Linked DNA regions of Mus musculus: region 1 is linked to region 2. A link is a contact called in public HiChIP or PLAC-seq data. All regions are on one chromosome and are shown on one strand. Each heading gives the region's core, a stretch centred on a gene start, on an enhancer-like site or on the middle of the called end of the contact. The rest is flanking DNA. Distances are from core to core; before and after follow the strand shown.

The links. HiChIP or PLAC-seq counts read pairs in DNA pulled down with a chosen protein or histone mark.
Region 1: an HNF4G HiChIP or PLAC-seq map of pancreatic cancer cells shows a contact between it and region 2. The contact joins two enhancer-like sites. A contact is called at or near these places in 2 of 39 promoter capture datasets (both in the C10 cell line), 2 of 484 Hi-C or Micro-C datasets (the C10 cell line and pancreatic cancer cells) and 2 of 115 datasets of contacts at active chromatin or transcription factors (large pre-B cells and pancreatic cancer cells).

What each region holds. Positions count from the first base shown.
Region 1 is chr3:126,569,286-126,573,214 of GRCm38.p6, reverse strand. No RefSeq gene overlaps it. Among named protein-coding and RNA genes, the nearest start is that of Camk2d, 26 kb to the left of the region's middle. Within about 2 kb of position 2,429, at least 29 of the 459 cell types and tissues checked have an H3K27ac peak or open chromatin away from gene starts, as enhancers often do. A contact at or near this core is called in pancreatic cancer cells, where this site is marked.
Region 2 is chr3:126,437,119-126,441,381 of GRCm38.p6, reverse strand. It overlaps Arsj (arylsulfatase J), which reads right to left. Exons shown (of 2, transcript NM_173451.3): 2 at 1,008-3,383. The coding sequence ends at 1,979. Among named protein-coding and RNA genes, the nearest start is that of Gm46823, 29 kb to the left of the region's middle. Within about 2 kb of position 1,726, at least 21 of the 459 cell types and tissues checked have an H3K27ac peak or open chromatin away from gene starts, as enhancers often do. A contact at or near this core is called in pancreatic cancer cells, where this site is marked.

The DNA.
Region 1 (3,929 bases), core at 1,180-3,679, 130 kb before region 2:
CACAATCGAGATCAGTGTACTTAACATCTAACGGGAATTAATGTCACTTGATAGCATCTAATTGTTGGGTGTCAGAACTTTGTACACGGTCTAAAGTCTTGAGAGAGTGCTTAACCCTAACCACAAAAGTAACAGGAAGTGTCAGGTCTCAAAGTTTGAATTGAGGACCAGCGAATGTTAAAAAAGTTAGTAGATTGCCATGTTAGATAACCAAATATGTAAAGACTGACCCAGGCAATGTGTTATTAAAGATTAAACATAATAAAGAAACAATAAACAAAACACAATAGGGAAGATTAAATATATGTTCTGTAACAATTTGTGGTGGTTAACTTTTGGTTAGTGCATTTTGGCTTGAGGACATTTTGCATATTTTTAGTATTCTCCAGAAAGCTGAAAAAAGTCAAAGTCATGTGGAATGTTACATGGGGGTAATTATATGCAAACATATACTTTCTGTGGTTCAGTGCATACATAGGAATGGGGAGATGGCTCAGTGAATAAAGGTGCTTGCCGTGTGATCTGGTTACATTCTGTTGCTATGGCAAATACCATAACCAAAACAACTTGGAGAGGAAAGGGTTTATTTTGTTTGATACTTCAGGTCACAATCCATTATTAAGGGAAGTCACAACAGACACTTAAGCAAAGAACCTGAAGAAGAAATCATAGAGGAAATCTGTATGTTGGCTCACTCACTGGATGATGTTCAGCTGGCTTTCTTATACAGCCCAGAGTCCAAGGCTATCTGCCTAGGGATGGTACCACCCATGATGGGCTGGGAACTCATAAATTGATTAGCAGTTAAGACAACTTCCCATAAACATGCTCACAGGCTAACCTGATATAGAAAATTCCTCAGTTGGAGTTCACTCTTCCCAGGTGATTTTAGGTTGCATCATGTTGACAATAAAGGCTACCCAGCACATCATGTAAGTTTAAAGACCTGATTTTGAATTCCCAAAACCTGTGTATATAAGCCAGATGGGTGAGTTTGAATACCTATTCCTGGAGGCAGAGACAGCAAAAAATGACTTAAGAGTCCCTGGCTCTAACAAGGTGGTAGGTGAGAAACAACACTCTTACTTTTATATGCATATCATAGCTCAAGTGTGCCAGTGCAAACAAATGCCCATTATATATGTATACCCACACACGCAATTAGAGGTAACAAATGTAGAAGAAAAATATTCCAAAGGAAAGGAATGATGGATGAAAGCATAATTTTAGCCATTGTTTTTGACAAGGTATTATTCATGGGTAAGTCTATTAAGCATAATTATGTAAATGATCCCCAAAGTATAAATAGTCTTTGGCAATGTTTAACCACTCATATGTGGGGACCAGTTAAGAGTGGTTTGGATTTTACCAGAACTTCTATTTTTGCCATGGAATAATAATTAAGAAAGGTGAAAGGGAATTATAACATCTGGGCAAAGTTGGGGTAAGTATGTTCAAAATACACTGTACATGTATGAATATTCAGAGAAGAAATCAACAGTACTAAAAACAGTTATATAGTAGAAGTATAGAGCAACATAGGTATGGTGACACATAGAGACATAGGGTTGATAAGCTTAATGAGCCAGTGAACCAAATGTCATATTGGAACAAGTAGGCTTAAAGAAGTAGAGATGGCAGAATGAAATGTTTGGAATCAAAACTCAGAGATAGTACAGGGTGTGACCTGGTATGACATGAGTGGGTCATGGAGAGCAATATGGATAAAACCACAGACACTGTGGAGACAAAGGGATTTGGAAAGTGACATCTTAGGTCACATGGTTGTATTTGGAAGCTGATAGACTGACAATACAAAAGGCACAAGAGAGTGAGGGGGCATTGTAGATCTTGCAGCTCTTTCTCCAGCAGCATGTCTGCCTGGACACTGCCACTCTCCCTACCATGACCATAATGGATTAAAGTTTTGAAACTGTAAGCCATCCCTGATTAAATATTTTCCTTTGTAAGAGTTACCCTGGTTTATGGGGTCTCTTCACAGCAATGCAAACCCTAAGACAGAAGTGGAGAGAAGAATGGGGGTCAACATATGTGAAACTGAGTTCCTTGAGAAACTAGGTTTCTGATGATGCTACCCGTGAGCCGGTATTGAAGCACTGTGAGTTTTGCTTTGGAAATCACAGAACACTCTTGTGCAGTGGTCTAGTGTAGTTGATCACTCCTGCAGCTGGAGCTAGAGTAGCAGGGAGGAGGTGGTCTCAACCTTGAGATGTCAGAACAAAGGAAGTGTAGAAGTCTCAGTCTCAGTGTAAATAGCTAGAGAATGACTGTTACCCAGCAACCTCTCCTTTCTATCAAGAGCCTTTTCAGTGATGCTGGTAATTGGAAAATCTCCCACAGAAGATTTTGATTACTCATCTTTGGTGAGTAACTGAACCAATACCACATCAGCTATATGAGCGTCATTGCTAGTTGTTGACAACTTCTGATGAGTAAGCATTGTGGTATGTATGTAAACTGGCCACATAGTTGCTATCTTAAATTTTGCTCTTGTTTCCATTCCAAAAGACATGAGTGCCATTGAAACTGTAGAATATATGAAGAAAACATATTTTATTAATTCTATTGTATTCATTATTTATTTGTTTTTATTTTATGTGTATGGGTAGTTTTACTGCTTGTATGTCTGTGTACCATGTGCATAGAGTTCCTGCAGAGGCCAAAACAAGCTGTCATATCCCCGGAATTAGGATTATAGTTGATTGTGAATCACCATGTTAGCACTAGGAAATGAACCCTGGTCCTTAGGAAGAGCAACAAGTTAATCACTGAGCCATCTCGCCCATATTATTTTTTAAAATAACTATTAAAACAAAGATGTCTTTCTTTAATTAAAGAGAAAAAAGGGCTTAGATATGGTCCAATTGTATTTTGGGTTGTAGACAAAATATGGAAAGTATACTGTTTAATTATAAACTTGTTTATGAATAGGCAAATGACTGTAAATGCTAATTCTACACAATCAGAAATAAATATGCAAATGCCTTTAAGTGTCATGACGTTTACAGAAAATTTGAAATAAGCAGTCAAGTTAGAAGCTCGACTCTGCCTTTATGTACTTAAAGTTATAACACTTTTTTTTCCATGAGACAAACTAAGTTCATGTGCTTTTAACTTGGCAACAATCTCCTTACCTAGAGAAAGATGCCATGGACGAGCAAAGGCCATGCTAAATTCACCTGAAGCAAAACCCTAGAGGATCACCAATCTCACCCATCTTTTCTCATCTGCAGAGGGGATCATACCAAGCTCTTTCCCTATACAGGGTCTGGTAGTCAGCTCTTTGACCTTCTGGAGGAAGAAAACATGTGCAAATCTTCAAGTCCTAGAAACAACAAAGAATTCTACTTGTTTATCTCCCAGAACATTGGCGGGAGTATCGTGTTCAGTCCTGACAAACAAAGGCATCCTAAAGAGTGATGAAAGTACTCAGCGCCTAGCATCAGTCATGTGACAGTACAATGGTTGTCGCTGGGCTACAAGTAGAAATAACAGCAGCCGCAGCATGTTCGTGGAATTAGAAATGTTTCTAGGCTTTATATAGAATAAATAAATATACAGTTTTATTTAATGAACTCGATTGAAGTGTCCAGTTAAGCAAAATGATTCAATGATATGACTAAAGCCCATAAAACAATGTTTTGAATTCCATAGCTCGATGGTCCTCATTCGGATAGTCAGAAAAATGGTAAATCTTCACTCCATTTGTAACTACATAAGCATCTTGGGGTTTGCAGAAAAACAGGGCAGTGGTAGGTTGATTATAAATTAAGTGGCTCTCCGAGAGGCCAGGCTGATCAAATTAGTATTTAAGTATGTGGGTAAGAATGTCTAAAAGAACTGTAGTTACTGCTCATTGCCTAATCTGCTCAAACTGCTGGACTCTCAACCTTCAGCTATACTTAGCT
Region 2 (4,263 bases), core at 477-2,976:
ATATAGACTAGGCAGGTTTTGAACTCAGGGAGATCCACTGGCCTCTACTTCCCAAGTTATGGGATTAAAGGTGTGCACCAACATGTGTGGATCAACCAAGGATTTTTAAAAAACCTATTGTTCTTCTAAATAGCTGTACTATAACAAAACCTTATATTATGGAAGTCACAACACCATTTTGCATTCTACCAAGAAAGGCCTGTATTGACACTGTTTCTATAAGACAAAACTTCAGGAAATGCTATATAGCAAAATGGAGCATTACTCTTTAGAAACAAAAATAGTAAAATTAAGCATTTTTTTACTCATCTGGCCCATTTTAGTGCAGTTTCAGCGCTAGCTCGAAGATGCATCCACGGGTTCTCAGAACCACAGAGGGCAGCCTCTGTTTTCTTATATTTGCATGGTAAATGATGCAGGCCCTGCCCAACTCCTCCATCACCCCTGTCTGATGGTGGCTCTTAACCACAGTTCCTGCTGCCTGTGGCTCTTCAAGTGTGGCTTCATGCCTTCTGCATTAAGAGAGAACATGGCCAAGAAAGCTTCATGCCAGGACACTTGCAGCTCCATGGCCCTGTGATTAGCTCCATCATCAGAGCATCATCCTTTAATCCTCTCATGTTCCACAGCAGATCTTAAACTAGGCCTCATATAATCTGTATGTTCCATTTCTATTTTTCCCCTACTCTGTACTATATAAAAGAGCAGGGTCATCATAGATATTATTTATCAATAACAGGACACTGTTCTCAGTGCAGTGACCACATGGGGAGAAATCTCTTCATTTGCAAAATCTTTATTTATGACTATGTTAGTACACTACCTCTTCTAGTGCCTATTTGCAAAGATAGTTGCCTGTTTTTAGGCAAATTATGTATATATTCATAATCATAAGTTCAAGTTTAGCCTGGGCACCTAAAAACAATAAAAAGATTTTTATTTGTCAAAATGAATAATATGATTATTTCTGGATGTCTAAAAATTAAATCAGGAAAGCCACACTAATGCCATAAAATAAATCACTTTAATAATTAACATACATAAATAGTTTATGTTGGAGACAGTAAAGTCAAATCAACTCTGTATAACAACAAATTTACAAAATTTAAAAAATATATTCATCTTCTAACATCTAAATAATGGTAAAATATGATGGCTGTAATTTTTCTGAATGAGTTTCCTCTTATATTTTATGAACAAAAATTTTACAGTAACTTATGGTATTACATAACTTAGTAACCTTAAAGAATTGAAATAAAATTCTAACGTAGAACCTAAAAATAAAATAATTAAAATCACTTGTGTAACTCTTTTGAGAAATAAATTAGGCACTTTATATTGAAATTCTTGTTCTATCAAAGTGTTTGGGACGTAGTTACATTCATTTCTGGCAATGTTCAGACACTATCTGCCGTTTCTTTAAGCAGGATAAGATGAGATACAAGCTGTCCACGAAGAGAAGCAGCTTTTTCTCAGAGAACAGGAGACTGCAATACAAAATAGAATTAGCTTAAAAGCCCAAGTTTCATGTGATACATACTATTTTTTTTTTTATTTAGAAGTACAGCTTTTAGACCTTTGAGAGGATACAACCTCTGACGGCATCAAAAGTCATCTTTTTATCATGTTACCCTGTAATTACCCTGCACTCAAGTACACGGTGGGTCACAGTTCCTCTCGTGATTCAAGGGATTCAAAGCATTCTGTTTGGTCAACTCACTCATGATTCATCACGGTTTACACAGACTAGGGATAAATAAATAACTGTGTCCTCCTCCCTGTGTGGCCTGCAGAAGCATAGCCTTTGGCACACAGGAGGGTAGTTTTGTCCATGTGGTAGCCAGGTACCAGAAGTCTCTGGCACAGAGCAATGTGAAAACAAGCCCGAGGCGGTTGGCCGAGGTATTTCTGAGCCAATTTCTTTGAATTACCTAGAAACCAGGCAGTCTAAGTTTAACCAAGGCAGAAAGTTTTGCATTTAGCCAGTGGCAACACTTGGGTGGCATTTTATTGAGGAGTGAGCTGCCAACTGCTTCCTCATCCTTGCCTTACTTTTTTTCTTTTGCATTTTCTTAGCCTTGGTTTTGTTTGACTTCTTTTTCTTGTTTTCCTCTTTATACCACGGACCCCAGACTCCTCCGTTGAGCCTAGGGTTGCTTCTGGGATCCTTCGGGGGGTACCTGACAGGCACGGCAGTCTTGTTGAATTGTGACAGTCTCCGCAGCAGCTTCTTCACGATGCCTGGATACCTGCTGGATAGGTCCACCCTCTCATACGGATCAGCCGTGATGTTGAAAAGCCAGATACTCTTGCCAGTTGACAAGGTAATCCTTTCATTGTGCCACCGGTTTGGGCCCAGATTGCTGAAAGCCTGAGGGGGGACCCAGTCACTGTAGCCAGGATTGCCTGTGAGCAGTTTCCAGTGTTGTACCCGGATGGCCGACTGGATTGCAGTGTTCCAGATCCCATAGCCTGCTGCCCAGGAGCCATTTTTCGCCTTGGTGTAAATGGGGTCAATGTTGTGCAAAATATCCACTCGGGGTGAACGAAGACCTTCGCTTATGGTCTCCCAGATATCGTATCCATCTAGCTGAATGTCTTCATCAATCTGTCCTTCAGCCAGTGAAATCAAGGTTGGGTACCAATCGGTGATGTGCACAAGTTCCTTACATACCGTTCCCTTGTTTTTTAGAAGTGGGCTATGCACAAAGCCAACTGCCCGGATGCCTCCTTCCCAATATGTTCCTTTGCTGCCTCTGAGTGGCCAGTTACTTCCTCCTGCTGTGGGCTGCCCACCATTATCTGAGGAGTAAATGATAATGCTATTGTTATAGAAACCATACCTCTTTAGGGCCAGGGTCACATTGTGGATTGCTTCATCCAAGCAGGAGAGCATGGCTGCGTACCTCCTCCTGTTTATGTTGATAATGGATCTGTAGTGTTCAAAGTACCTGCCAGGGGCTTGAAGTGGTGAGTGGACAGCTTGGTAAGCCACATATAAAAATAGAGGTTTTGTGGGATCATGGGTGGCTAAGATTTGCTGCACTCTCTGCGTGTACATCTGTGTTGAATAGATGCCATTGTCATAGTCCCAAGCTGCATTGTCGTTTTCGTACAAGTCATAGCCACACACCCCAGGACTGTCACATTTGTAGTGTGTATAATAATCACCACTTCCCAAAAGAGAGCCAAAAAAGGTATCAAATCCTCTCTTGGTGGGCATGCAGTCTTTTCTGTAAAATCCCAAGTGCCACTTCCCAACCATATGGGTTGAATAGCCGACCTCCTTTAGCTTCTGAGGTAGGGTTGCATTGTCCAGAGGTAGACAGTTGGGTTGGGTAGGTCTAATGATAGAATGCTGAAGTCCCGTGTGTATCTGATACCTTTGAGGAAAGAGTAAACATTTTGTCAAGGCAGGATAAAAGAGACATTCTTCATACAAATGATTCTTAAGTTAAATAAAGTTTCTGTCAAGATCAACTCAACCCTAAATTAAATATAATCAATTGAGTAGCTCTATTCTATTTCCAAAGTTTTAAGTGGCTTCATGTTTAACAGTTGAAGAGAATTTTCAATACTTAGGAAAGTAAGATTTACCCCTTATCTCAAAGTCTTTCAAAAATCCTTATAAAATTTAATTAAAATAAATGTAGTGTTTTAATTACATGACAGAGTGCTACTAATATAGAGAATAATTCACAGAATTAGAGCATTCACACTAGCTTCTGAATCATATCCTGAGATTATGTATCTCAAACTAACACCAGTGTTCTAGAACACAGGCAGAAATAAGCAAAAATCCCTGGGGTAGCTTGTCAACCAATATTTCACGCTTCATTCCCCAACCCATTGGATCTCTGTGAAAAAGGAAATGGTTTCTGATGCAGAAACCAAACTCAGTGTCTATAGCTAGAGCAGGAGGTTGTTCTTCTAGTTCCACAGGAAGTAAGAGCACTTCTGTTTGCCAGTGTCTCCCTTCCCCAACCCCCTTCCTCCACCCCATCCCTCAGTAAATTGCTTAGAATGTAGTCTAGGAAAGCAGAGTGACCTTTCTATACTGTATTAAAATGACAAGGAAGCTAATTTCCAGCATTTTCCCTAGACATTTTCCCAAGGGATTACCCCCAGAACCAGTTATTATCATATTAAACATATGGGGTTACTGTGAGTCCACTTGCACCTGTTAATTGATGATACTTGAAAACAGAATTGACTGCAGTTATTGGCTATGTTCAAAATAACTTTTAAAATAGAACACAAACA